2 separate regions of the Zea mays genome follow, and region 2 is linked to region 1. The links are chromatin contacts, called in public Hi-C maps. All regions are on one chromosome and are shown on one strand. The core of a region is the stretch at or near the end of the contact, and the rest is flanking DNA. Distances in the headings are between cores, read along the strand shown. Region 1 has its middle 150 kb from the start of LOC100383493. Region 2 holds the start of LOC103635404 (calcium-dependent protein kinase 1).

Region 1 (6,497 bases), core at 2,963-5,462:
TTTTTCTGATTTTTGTGTGGAACATGGTATTATTCATGAGAGGACACCGCCATACTCACCACAATCCAATGGGGTTGCTGAAAGAAAGAACCGTACTCTAACTGATTTGGTTAACGCCATGTTAGAGACTTCAGGGCTATCTAAGGAATGGTGGGGTGAGGCGATCTTGACGGCGTGTCATGTCCTGAATAAAGTTCCCACAAAGAACAAAGAAATCACACCATTCGAGGAATGGGAAAAGAAGAAATTAAATATCTCCTATTTGCGCACCTGGGGTTGTTTGGCTAAAGTGAATGTGCCAATTAACAAGAAGCGCAAATTAGGACCGAAAACTGTTGATTGTGTTTTCCTTGGGTATGCTTTCCACAGCATTGGATATAGGTTTTTAATTATAAACTCTGGAGTACCGGACATGTTGGTTGGTACAATTATGGAGTCCAGAGATGCTACGTTTTTTGAGGACGAATTTCCCATGAAAGCTACACATGATACGTCTAATGATGAACCAACGATACCCCATGAGCATTTTATTCCGGTAGAACACACTGAGGAATCCCATATACATAATCATGTGGAAAATGACAATGTATCAACTCGAAAGAGTAAGAGACCAAGGATTGCAAAGTCCTTTGGTGATGATTACATTGTATATCTTGTGGATGACACACCAAGTACCATTGAAGAGGCATATTCCTCTCCTGATGCTGACTTTTGGAAGGAAGCAATAAGGAATGAGATGGATTCTATTATGTCTAATGCAACTTGGGAGGTAGTTGAGCGTCCTTATGGGTGTAAGCCCATTGGAAGTAAATGGGTGTTCAAGAAAAAACTTAGGCCTGATGGTACTATTGAAAGGTACAAGGCGAGGCTTGTAATTAAAGGCTATTCACAGAAGGAAGGTGAGGATTTCTTTGATACTTATTCACCTGTGGCTCGATTGACCACAATTCGTGTGCTACTTTCTTTGGCTGCCTCTCATGGTCTACTCGTCCATCAAATGGATGTTAAGACAACATTCCTAAATGGAGAGCTAGATGAGGAAATTTACATGGAGCAGCCAGCTGGGTTTGTAGCAAACGGTCAAGAAGGCATGGTGTGTAAATTATTGAAATCTTTATATGGCCTAAAACAAGCACCTAAGCAATGGCATGAAAAGTTCGATAGAACTTTGACATCTGCCGGTTTTGTTGTGAACGAAGCAGACAAGTGTGTATACTATCGGTATGGTGGGGGCGAGGGAGTAATTTTATGCCTATATGTTGATGACATTCTAATCTTGGGGACGAGTCTTGATGTGATTAAAGAGACAAAAGACTTTCTGTCTAATAATTTTGAAATGAAAGATTTGGGAGAAGCTGATGTTATTCTTAACATTAAGCTACTCAGAGAAGGCATTGGTGGGATCACACTTGTGCAATCCCATTATGTGGAAAAGATTTTGAGTCGCTTTGGTTTTAGCGAATGTGAACCTGCTCCAACGCCTTATGATCCTAGTAAGCTATTAAAGAAAAATCGAAGGATAGCTAGGGATCAATTGAGATATTCCCAAATAATTGGTTCACTCATGTATTTAGCTAGCGCTACGAGGCCTGACATCTCATTTGCTGTGAGCAAACTTAGTCGATTTGTTTCAAATCCGGGAGATGATCACTGGCGTGCTCTTGAGAGAGTTTTGCGCTATCTAAAGGGTACTATGAGTTTAGGCATCCATTATACCGGGTACCCAACAGTTCTGGAGGGTTATTGTGATGCAAACTGGATATCTGATGCTGATGAGATATATGCCACAAGTGGATATGTGTTTTCACTTGGAGGTGGTGCTGTTTCATGGAAGTCTTGCAAGCAGACCATCTTAACGAGGTCGACTATGGAAGCAGAACTCACAGCATTAGATACCGCTTCAGTTGAGGCTGAGTGGCTTCGTGAACTCCTTATGGATTTACCGGTGGTTGAAAAACCTGTGCCGGCTATTTCCATGAACTGTGATAATCAGACTGTGATAATTAAGATAAACAGTTCTAAGGATAATATGAAGTCGACAAGGCACATAAAGAGGCGTTTGAAATCTGTCAGGAAATTGAGAAACTCCGGAGTAATAGCGTTGGATTATGTCCATACGTCTAAAAATCTGGCAGATCAATTTACTAAGGGGCTATCACGTAGTGTGATAGATAGTGCATCAAGTGAGATGGGCATGAGACCCACCTAAAGTTTATCATAGTGGTAACCTGTTCTATGTGATCGGAGATCCCGTGAATTAGAATGGTGAAACAAGCTAGTGGTAGACTGAGAGGAAAGACCCTTAATAAGGCTCATTTCAGATGCATATCTTTCCTTACTGTAAGGTAGGTTGGTGTTTACACCTTAATATGTTCCAAGTGGCTTTGTGAAGCAAAGATGTTGTCCTACAGAACATCTTTAGAGGAACATACCTATATGGGTTAACTGCTAGTCACAGTTTATGAGATCTGGGTGGTTTCTAGATACCCATGAAAGGCTATGGAGTTTGACTTATATGCTCCAACCAGAGGGGATGCGTTTAGCAATCTAGTACTGGTAAAGAGTTTAGATGAAACTCATTCCACGCAAAACTGCCAATTCAAGGCCTAGTCCATTGTGCAGTTGTGGTCAAGTGTAGTCTAAGTTCTAGGTGGATGTTCAACTTAATAGTCTCCATCGAAACACCAGTATATCAAACGTTTGAGATGATGAGAGCTTTTTTGTGTGACTTAGCATTTGGTGGGGATTGTTGGATTAATGTGGGCTTGGCCCAAATTAATATTCAATAATAGTCAATGCTAATGGCCCACTTTAATGCTATGGTGTACTAATTATTTAGTACCATATTGGAAGTTCAAAGGACAAATCAATCAACTTAAATAGGTGGACCATTGGTGCATCTATTGAGAAGTTGAGAAAAGGATGAAGGACTGCCACACGCGCGCGCGCGCCGCCGCCGCCGCCGGCTCGTGGCTGTAGATCGGACCTTGGTCCGAATATTCCTTTCAAACGGTTTCGCATTTTGCCTGGAGCGATGACCGTCATGATAACCGTCTGTTTCCTGTCTTATGGCTAGTAACGGACGTCAGTTACTGTCGTCAGTTTCTAGTTCTAATGCGCGACCGTTTCTGTCCGTTGTTCTTCTCCCTCCTTCTGACCGCCTATAAGAATAGAGAGGGAGGGCTCTTCCAGTTATGCGAATTATCTCACGCGAATTGCAAACAACACATTCCCGTCCCATCTTCTGCGAGCACAGAGAGAGTGGGAGAGCAGGCCTCCGAAATCACCGACCGCAGAGATACACTTGCACGGGTGTGCGGGCGATCAGATTTTTGGGGAGCGTCTTCGCGACTGCTCGCGTGACCTGTTTGTCCAGCTGCTTCGTTCACAGCTTGCTGTTCGTCGCCTTCCCGAGTTGACGCGTGCTGCTGTTCTTCTTCCCGGCGACCGTTCGAGGGACTGCACAGCGTACATCTTCCTGCACCGACTTCGTACGGCTACATCGAACAAACACACGAGATGTCTCGTGTGAATGGAGCCACTGATGCCTTGAGCATCGGTCCCTCCGCTGGGTACACTCTGTTCTTCGTATTTGTGCATGTTTCATTGCTGTTTACTGCTTATGCGAGTAGTTATACACACATGCACATACATGTCATCACATATATCGCACTGTTTTTCTGGATTAAATTAAAACTAAAAATGCCTAACTTTCTAACAGAGTGTCCGAAAAGAACACTCGGTAAAATATTTGGCACTCGCTAAAGAGCCGAATTCCGGTAGTGAATAGAGAGGTGACCGGTCATTTGGAGCATTGTGCTAGTTTAAAATAATCTGGAAGTGATAGGACTATTGCTTACCAACTGACAGTGCATCAACCACACTTCACCACATGTAACTTTGCTGACAATATCTCTGGGAGCACCAAAATCTGTGCGACGTTTGAAAAGAGATGGAGGGGCAGTGCACTGCACTGTACGTGCGTGTCGCGCTCTCACTCTAGGGCCACTGCACAAGCTAAGCTTCTGACTCACTGCGGCATGCCACGATGGAGTGAGTGGTGCACAATTTACCAGCCTCGACATGCATCCTCCACCCAATCACAATTCACAACATAAAAAATGTGACGTTTAGGTTTTAGGTCGTGTGCTGGCTGGTGCACGTGCTACCTACCTCTCTCGTCCTCCTTCCATGCCATGCATGCACGGGCATGATTATTGGGATGGAGGCCCACCCACCACGGATGAAATCGGGCCGGCCGGGCCTCTTCATGGCACTAGCACTACCATTGGTTTTGGTTCGATTGCTTATTGGGCCACTGACACTACCATTGGTTTGCACCAGCACGGATGCAAAATCCAAGGGCTACTTGTATTCGTCAGGCAGCCATGATGATAACGACTGTCTGGAGATCGGCGGGTGTGGTGTGGTGTGGTGTGCTGCCCTAGCTACGGCTCTCTGCTGCGACGGCGGATCGCTAGCGTCGTCTGATACGGAGGAGGCTCCGCCGTGCCTGGAGTCTGGAGACGGCAAAGACGAGGTCCTTGACGCCATCGCCGGAGGCGCGGAGGTGCGCGAGGATCTTGCCGAACTTCGCCCTGGGCCGCTGCGTGACGGCGATGTTGGAACCGGACCGCCGACACACGGCGTGTCCGTCCGGGCCGCCCGCACACACGGCGCGGCCACCCAGGTTGTCGGGCCGCGACACACGCGCCCGCACGTATAGCAGCGGGCTTTAGGTCTCTTGGGCCAACACTCCCCCAAAAAGCTAGCCTGTCAGAGGGTTGCGCCCTTAACCTTATAAACCATGCTATCACACTCTCACCACACAATGTGGGACTATTCCCAACAATCTCCCCCTCACACATTGTGAGCCGAGATTTGTCTGAGAATGCACTGGGCCAACCTGGCTCTGATACCAATTGTTGGAACCGGACTGCCGACACACGGCGTGTCCGTCGGGGCCGCCCGCACACACGGCGCGCCCACCCAGGCTGTCGGGCCGCGACACACGCGCCCGCACGTATAGCAGCGGGCTTTAGGTCTCTTGGGCCAACACTCCCCCAAAAAGCTAGCCTGTCAGAGGGTTGCGCCCTTAACCTTATAAACCATGCTATCACACTCTCACCACACAATGTGGGACTATTCCCAACAGGCGATGGACATACACGTCGTTGGGGAACAGGTCCTTGCGCACGAACGCGCGGTACATGGTGGTCACCAGCACGCCAGCGACGGTGACGGTGGCCACCCCGGACAGCCCCACGGCCAGCGCCCGGGTGAGTACGTTGGTCACCGCAGACGCGTACACGGCCGTCGCGATGGCCACGCTCGTCATCGGGAACGTGTACGCCCACCATATGCCAGCGAGAAGCGGACGCCTCGGAACAGGTTGAGGCGCACCACCAGCGACATGTAGAGGAAGAGGGATGTGAAGTAGAAGATCTTGGCCACGTAGTTGAAGTCGCCGCACAGCCTTGCCCAGCCGACGGACGCGATGCTAGGCGCGGCGATGAAGAGGATGAAGACCGGGTGGAGCTCCCCTGGGAAGCTACGCGTTGGTGGGGAGCCTCTGGTACAGCGTCACGAACAGCACCAGGTAGTGCATCACCCCGACGGCGAAGAAGAAGATGGGCACCTCGCGGAGCCCCATCTTGGCGCCCAGCAGCGTGCCCAAGAAGTTGCCCACCACAACGAGGTGGTTGGTCGGGGTGGCCACCTTGGACAGCCGCCGGTCCCGGACATCCACTGCCTGTAGATCTTGAGGTCCAGGAGGAAGATGGGCGTCATTGAGTATTGCAATAACTATAATCATTAGTTCATAGAGAGAAGGGTGTTTGTTTTCATTACCATACGATTGTTTTATTGTGGTATAAGTTGCAACTGAATATATTGAATAAGAAACGCACCAAATATGTTCTCTGTTACAAAGAGATTTGGAAAGGGAAAGGCGGTTAACCGTTTGTACCATGGGACCGAAGCCAACTGCATTAGTGAGTTGCGTATGCGTAAATTTGTTTTTCACAGTTTATGTGGTCATTTAAGGACCCATGGACTTTTAGTGGACTCTATCAATGTCTCAATTGAAGAACGGGTAGCCATGTTTATGAAATTTGTTGGCCATTGATGCATAGATATAGATCTGTTTGTTTTGAATTATTGCGGTCTAGAGAGACAGAGAGACAGTTAGTAGGTAGTTTAATGTTGTTTTAGATGCTCTATGTGTCCTATCACGTGACCTCATTTACCATGAGATCCATAGAGACTCATCCAAAGATTTCTAATAGCTCGGGAAGGTTTCATCCATATTCTGAGGTAAGATATATATATAATTGAATCCATCCTTATATCACCCTTTAACATGTACTAATAAAATTATGTTTTTTCATTGTTGTTAGACATGTATTAGAGCACTTGATGGCACACATGTACCAACATGGGTTCCTATATATATACAAGATAGGTTCAGGGGTAGAAAACACTACCCAACACAGAAT
Region 2 (6,497 bases), core at 1,250-3,749, 430 kb after region 1:
GTCAAACTATTAGAATGTGAAAGGTTCAACTTCACAGAACGTCATCATACCGACTAAAGTCATATCATATATTTTATTTCCTCCCTTATCAATTAAGAGCACATCAACTACAACCCTCTTGTGCACCACTGGCATTTTCACATAACAGGTAGTTGCATCACATTATGTGAATAGCGGAAGCATTACAATTTAAGGCAATATGGCTACAAGATAAGAGCTTACTGCTTCCATCAACTGCCTTATTTCTGATTCAGAGATTTTGGTGCCGAGCTTTGGTAAACCAGCTCTCAATTCTTCCAGCGTTATTGTCCCACTGTTGTCAGTATCCAGGGATTTGAACATTTCCTTCAAGCCCACGATCTCTTCCTCTGACAAGTTCTCAGCAACAACCTGATTGTAGCAGAGGCGATGTTAACATGTATCGTGTTTAATTAAGGACCAGAGTGCTAAAAAAGAGAGAAACAGTAACAAAAACCCATAAGCTCCATTTACCTTCAAGGCAACCTTCTTAAGCTTGTTCATGGCCCGGAACTGCTTCATTCTGCTTATTACTGTTATGTCTAGTGGCTTGTCTGGGGCCTCTCCATCCTCTCTAATCCATGGATGGTCTGTGTGCTTAATGTATTAGATTGAGGCACTATATGCAAACAGAGCAAGAATGAAAGCTCGTTTTGCAAAGAGAGCATAAAAAAGCTTTTATACAGAAGAAGATAAATCGGCAGTGCACCGAGTTTGGCGATAGAGGTAGCGAACACTTACTCAAAATTTCAGCAGCAGTAAGCCGCTCCTTGGGGTCTTGGCGCAGCATCTTCTTGACCAAATCTTTTGCGCTATTCGATATGGAAGGCCAGGGATCAGATGCGAAGTCAATATGACCTCGCAAAACAGCATCAAATATGCCATCCTCGTTCTCTGGTAAAACCAAAACCAGGGGAGAAAGAAGACAGAGCATCGGTGGCATGTTAGTAAGGGGATAATGGCATTGGCATCAAGATGTGGCTGGCTGGCTGGTTTATGCAACAGGGAGCAGAGAAACGTACCGGCCCAGAAAGGAGGGACGCCGGATAGCAGGATGTAGAGGATAACTCCGGCACTCCATATGTCTGCCTCAGCTCCGTATCGCCGCTTGAGCACCTCTGGGGCGACGTAGTAAGCGCTGCCGACAAGATCCCTGAACTGCTCGCCTGCATTGCAATCGATCATCGATCGTTTTCAGTTTCAGTTGAGTTGGACACAGTACAGATGAGTGGGAGCTGAATCGCTGAGACCAAATCAAACAACAATCATTCCTCCTCTAGACTCTAGTTAAAGCACGAGTCAATCAAACAGCAAAGTTTCCTCCTCTTGGTATCTGCTGGATTCCCACATGAGGATAAGGAAGAGGATGAGCGTCTGTCTATGGAATCGAAGCAGAATCATACATAGCGAGTAGGACTGAAATCGAATGGGCATCCGAGACTGATGGATTTCCAAAACGGTGAATAGTAGTAGTAGTGAAGACTGAAGAGCAAAAGGGAATAGATAGGTTAGGTACCGGGCTTGAAGAAGACGGAGAGTCCGAAATCCGTGGCCTTGAGCGGCGAGTCCTCCCTCTTGTTAAGGAAGAGGAAGTTTTCGGGCTTGAGGTCCCGATGCATGACCCCCATGGAGTGGCAGCTGTGGACGACGGAGACGATCTCCCTGCAGAGGGCGGCGGCGGCACGCTCGGAGTAGTGCCCCCTCGCGATGATGCGGTCGAAGAGCTCCCCACCCTCGCACAGCTCCATGACGAGGTTGACGGAGTGGCGGTCCTCGTAGGCGCCCCGGAGCTCGACGATGCTGCGGTGGCCCGTGAGGTGGTGCATGATCTGCACCTCCCGGCGGACGTCGTCGACGTCGTCGCTGTGCGCGAGCTTCCGCGTCGCGATGGACTTGCACGCGTACCGGCGGCCGGTGGGCTTGTGCGTGGCCAGGTAGGTGACGCCGAACTGGCCCCGGCCCAGCTCCCGGCCGAACGTGTAGGACGCGCGCACGTCCTCCATCGGCCGGCCCAGCACGCGGCCGACGGTGGCCGCGCCCGGGGCGGCGGGGGAGGCGGCGGGGGGAGCCTGGTGTGGCGGCGGAGGACGTGGAGGTGGGGGCTGCTGCTGCTGCTTGGGCTTGTTGGGGCGGTTGTTGGGGTGCTGCTGGCCCTGCTGCTGCTTGGGCGGCGGCCGAGGAGGAGGGTGAGAAGACTGGTCGTGCGGCTGCGCGCGGTGGCGGGAGGCGCGGCCGCCCATGGCGCGCGAGCGAGTGTGATCAGGAGATGGGGAAGAGGCCCGAGGGAGGGGCGGAAGAGGATTGGGGGCAGGAGGAGGGGACTGGGAGGAGCATGAGCAGCTGAGGTGGAGGAGGAAGACGAGGAGGAAGCTGCATTGCTAGTTGCTACTGCCTTTGGTCTGGTCAGGGGGTGGGAAGGGGATTTGCGCGTGGACGAGTGGAGACGCACGGGTCGGCGGGCGACTGGTCTCCGTCCCTCTCCACGGACGCACGAACGCGGTGGGTTTTTTTATTTCTATTTTTTAAAACAAAATTTAAAACTAATTATTTTGGTAGAGTTTTTTAACTAACGTGTTTGATGGCGCCAATCTTTATAGAGTTCATACTGCTCTGCCTCGTCACTTAATCCCTCAAAGCCTTTTTTTTTTTGCTATATTTATCTTATCACCATACTCAAATCACAACATAATAAGCATATATTAAAAAACATTTATTCAATATGATCCTTAATTGAATATTTTCTTTACATGAATGTTAAGATCAATCAAGGTTTAATTTAATTCACATGATTTTATTTATATGAATCCACATCGATATGGTCAAGGCAATTCATAGTTTTTTTATACCCTCTTTATTTTGGCTTGACATTTTTAATATTCATCTCAACATCTATAATCATAAAGTAAGTTCAGTCCAAAACAGTGAATGCATAGGTATGAATAGGGCTATATCCCTTTGTACTTTTATGCCACACCTGAATTTAAGAGATAAAGACGAGTGTGTCTCATATGTACGTCAAAGAAGAACATCACATATAATGACAAAGTATATAGAGATAAATGCCACAAGTATTATTATTACATAGCGGAAGTCTTACAAAAATAAATGATAACAATAAGACGAACTAAATAGTTATTCCTTGTCGCCATCAAGCTGACACGGAGACGCCACCTAGATCAACTCGTACTCCTCCGTATAGGGCGGCTCCTCTTGGTCCACATGCTCTTCACCTATGGAGGGTTTATATATCGCAAGAGTGAGCTCACAAAAGATCATAGCTCAACAAGTTGTGGGGAATAATGTGCATGAACTCACCAAAGGTGGGAGTTCATGTGAACTGTAAGGCTAACCGACAAATAAGGGTTTAAAGCTGAGCATTGCTTTTAATAAGTTAGTCAAGTTTTATTAGCATTTACTAAATGTAAGTAAATACCAAACCAGAGTAATAATAGATCAAACTAATAATAAACCACAATGCGATGCAAATGACAAATTGAATTTAATTTCATAAATTAATCATGTGAGTGTTCGAGCCGCTCATGACCGTGAGCATGGCTGATATACCAGTTTTACACTTGCAGATGTTGCGCATCTTTACCCACAAGTCATGTTACCCATCTGCCAAGGGATCACGACTTCCCATACACCTCTACCAAGAAAGCGAGGTAGGGTAACACTACGAGGCCTTTACAAAGTTCCACTAGCTTCAAAAAACCCTCTACAGTTCTAGGAAGCTCCAATGCAGGGATCCCTCGCCTGACCGTCATCGCAGCAAAATCAACCCAAAGGACCTCCCTACACGGACCACTCCCCTACTGCCCTTGCCCCTTTCGGGTAAGGTAGTCATCCACTAACTTTCCTAATTAATCAGCCAAGGGCGTCCCATACAACCCTTGTGGTAGCACTGTTTTCCCGTGTGGTTCTCCAAGTTCCAATTAACAATATGATCTTATCAAGAACAGTAAATAAAAAATTGATAATAAAAGCCTGATCATGAATAATGTGTATCTCCATACCCAAAACCACATAAAGCAATAGCAAGTACTACCCAAAAGTTCAGTGGTAAACAAAGTATAAAGATAGTCAAACTAGGGTATCCTATTGGGTCCCATCAAAATTAACCTATACATATCATAATGATTAAAAGGAACATTATTGGGAAAAAAGAAGTGATCAAGGGCACAACTTTCCTTCAACGAGCTCCTGCTCAGCAGTCTCCACCTGCTGAACACCTGAGTCCTCAGTGGCTTGCTCGTCTACTCGCAACAATACACACAAACATGGTATAGCAGAAATTAACATCACACCAAACAGAGGGATAAATTGCATGGTAATATTCTACGCGTCGTAACGAGATCGTAGGAACAATAATCAGTAAATTCGGAGTTACAATTTTGGAGTTATGATTTTCTGAAGTTTTAAGTGCTTAGTATAGAATAAATTCAAGTGAATAATTTTAATCCAAGTTTCATGGCTAAACAGAGTTACCAAGTGATAAACAATATTAATACAAAATTCATGCCAGTGGACTGAATTAAAAATGAGTTGAAATGGATTTTCTATAGATTAAACAAGTTCCTGGAATATTATTGTACTAAAAATCGAATTCTATAATCATTTATTTGATTTATCAACAGTCTGGGTTGCGTGCACTATTACTAAAAAGTCCGGGGGCTAAATCATAATTTTCCCAAGACTCAGGCTACACTTGCACTGGATTGCGGGTTAATTTTAAATAATCCTAGGGACTCTTTAGTAAGACTGACGCCGCAAAGGGGTATCACTAGATTTGTATCGTCTGATCTAAAATCTGAGATCCAGATTAGATCGGCCTAACCCTAAGGTCACAGTCGCAGGATCTCTAGTTGACGCACTAGATCTTACACGTCGGAACCGATTCTCGTGCGCCAGATTCTGATCGGATGGCCACGGATCCATCGTCCCGAACCAGTATCCAGATTCGATCGCCACCGCCCGATCAAGCACCAGCGACCCGGATTGTTATGCGTGAATAGGTACGATGAATCTAATCGTGACCACCCAAGACGAATCGGACGGTCCTCAACACGTCTCCCCCCCCCCCCCCGCACAAGTGCGGCGATGCGTAATTCTAGCGTGGCGGCGCCATGACCGGCCACCCAGATCATTGGAATAACGCGCTAAACTTCGATTTGATAAGTGTCACATGATGCCCTACGCTAGATGAACGTGATGGATGGATACTTACCCCTCAACACTATGAGGACAGTCGCGGCGACGGTGGGCGGCGAATTTGCAGGTCCGGTTAGGTCGGCGTCATGGAATTGACTGAGTCTAAGCGCCCGACGCACATGGACTTCTTCGTGCAGGCTTCCTTGGTGTCGGCCGACCCCAATCCGACGACAGCAAGGCCACATGGCGAAGTATGCAACGGCGGTGACGATCGCAGGTGTCCTCTCCGCCCACGATGAGGCGTCCAGATGATGTGGTCGTTGTCGGCGCACGCGGACATGAGGAGATGTCACACCTGGTTTTAGAAGGTAAACCGAATGCGAACCATGTAAGTGCCAGGATCAGAAATTCACGTACACAACGATTACATAAATGACTTATCATAGCACAATGCTTCGAATAACAATAAAGAGTAAGCTATAATGTTAAATACTAGAGTTATTTACATAATATAAATCAAAGTACACAGAATCGAAACGTAGCCAACGTAAATAAACCCACCACAGGCAACTGACTAGGGGAGGTCGCTAGCCTAATCCTCGGACTCGTCGAAGTCCTGGAACTCCTGGAGAATCCGCCTCGACACCTTCTTCTTTACCTGAGCATAGATTGCATCAAAGGCAACCTGGTGTTTTATGAAAGCAAGGGTGAGTACACATCAACGTACTTAGCAAATGTCTCGTTTGGCTGAGGTGGATTAGCTTTATGTGGGGTTAAGGTTAAGAAGTTGCTTTTAGTTGGTCAGGTAATTATTAATAGTAGAGAGCCAGGTTTTAACATTAACCCAAGTTGTTAACCCAAAAGTACTCTTTTCAAATGGAAAAATACCAGAAACTATAAGCATAATCATAATTATAAAAATCATCATTATCCTCATCATCACCTGTAAACAAAGTATCTCTGGTCAATGTGTCTCTAATCAATGGAGCTCCCTTGGCCACTCATAACCGCGAGCACGACTGATATATCAGTTTCATAACACTCTGCAGAGGTTGCACACTTTACCCACAAGTCGTGATTCTCTTTTGCCTTGGGCTGATCAAACCCTTAAACACTACCAAGGTGAATAGGCAGGGTTTCACTACGTAGCCTTTACAAAGATTCCCTGAGGTTGTAGCCACCCGTTAGGTTTCCTAAATGTACTGCACTCCTCCCCAAGGGGCAATCCACCCTCGGCAGAGCGAGCCGCATACACCGAGCCCCATTGACGGCACAACGGCGAAGCGAACTACGCCTTAGTTCCTCTAATTATTCAGCTAAGGGCGTCC

What was found. Hi-C and Micro-C count contacts between places; a contact is called where the count stands out from the background.
Region 2: a Hi-C map of leaf shows a contact between it and region 1, with 3 times the contacts expected there. The contact joins the promoter of LOC103635404 here to the enhancer-like site in region 1. A contact is called at or near these places in 2 of 25 Hi-C or Micro-C datasets (both in leaf).

Annotation. Positions count from the first base shown.
Region 1 is chr8:76,729,114-76,735,610 of Zm-B73-REFERENCE-NAM-5.0, forward strand. It overlaps the pseudogene LOC103637028. Among protein-coding and RNA genes, the nearest start is that of LOC100383493, 150 kb to the left of the region's middle. Within about 2 kb of position 4,213, at least 17 of the 20 cell types and tissues checked have an H3K27ac peak or open chromatin away from gene starts, as enhancers often do. A contact at or near this core is called in leaf, where this site is marked.
Region 2 is chr8:77,164,659-77,171,155 of Zm-B73-REFERENCE-NAM-5.0, forward strand. It overlaps LOC103635404 (calcium-dependent protein kinase 1), which reads right to left and starts at 2,500. Exons shown (of 8, transcript XM_008657859.3): 1 at 1,535-2,500; 2 at 1,041-1,184; 3 at 760-912; 4 at 493-608; 5 at 223-390. The coding sequence starts at 2,258.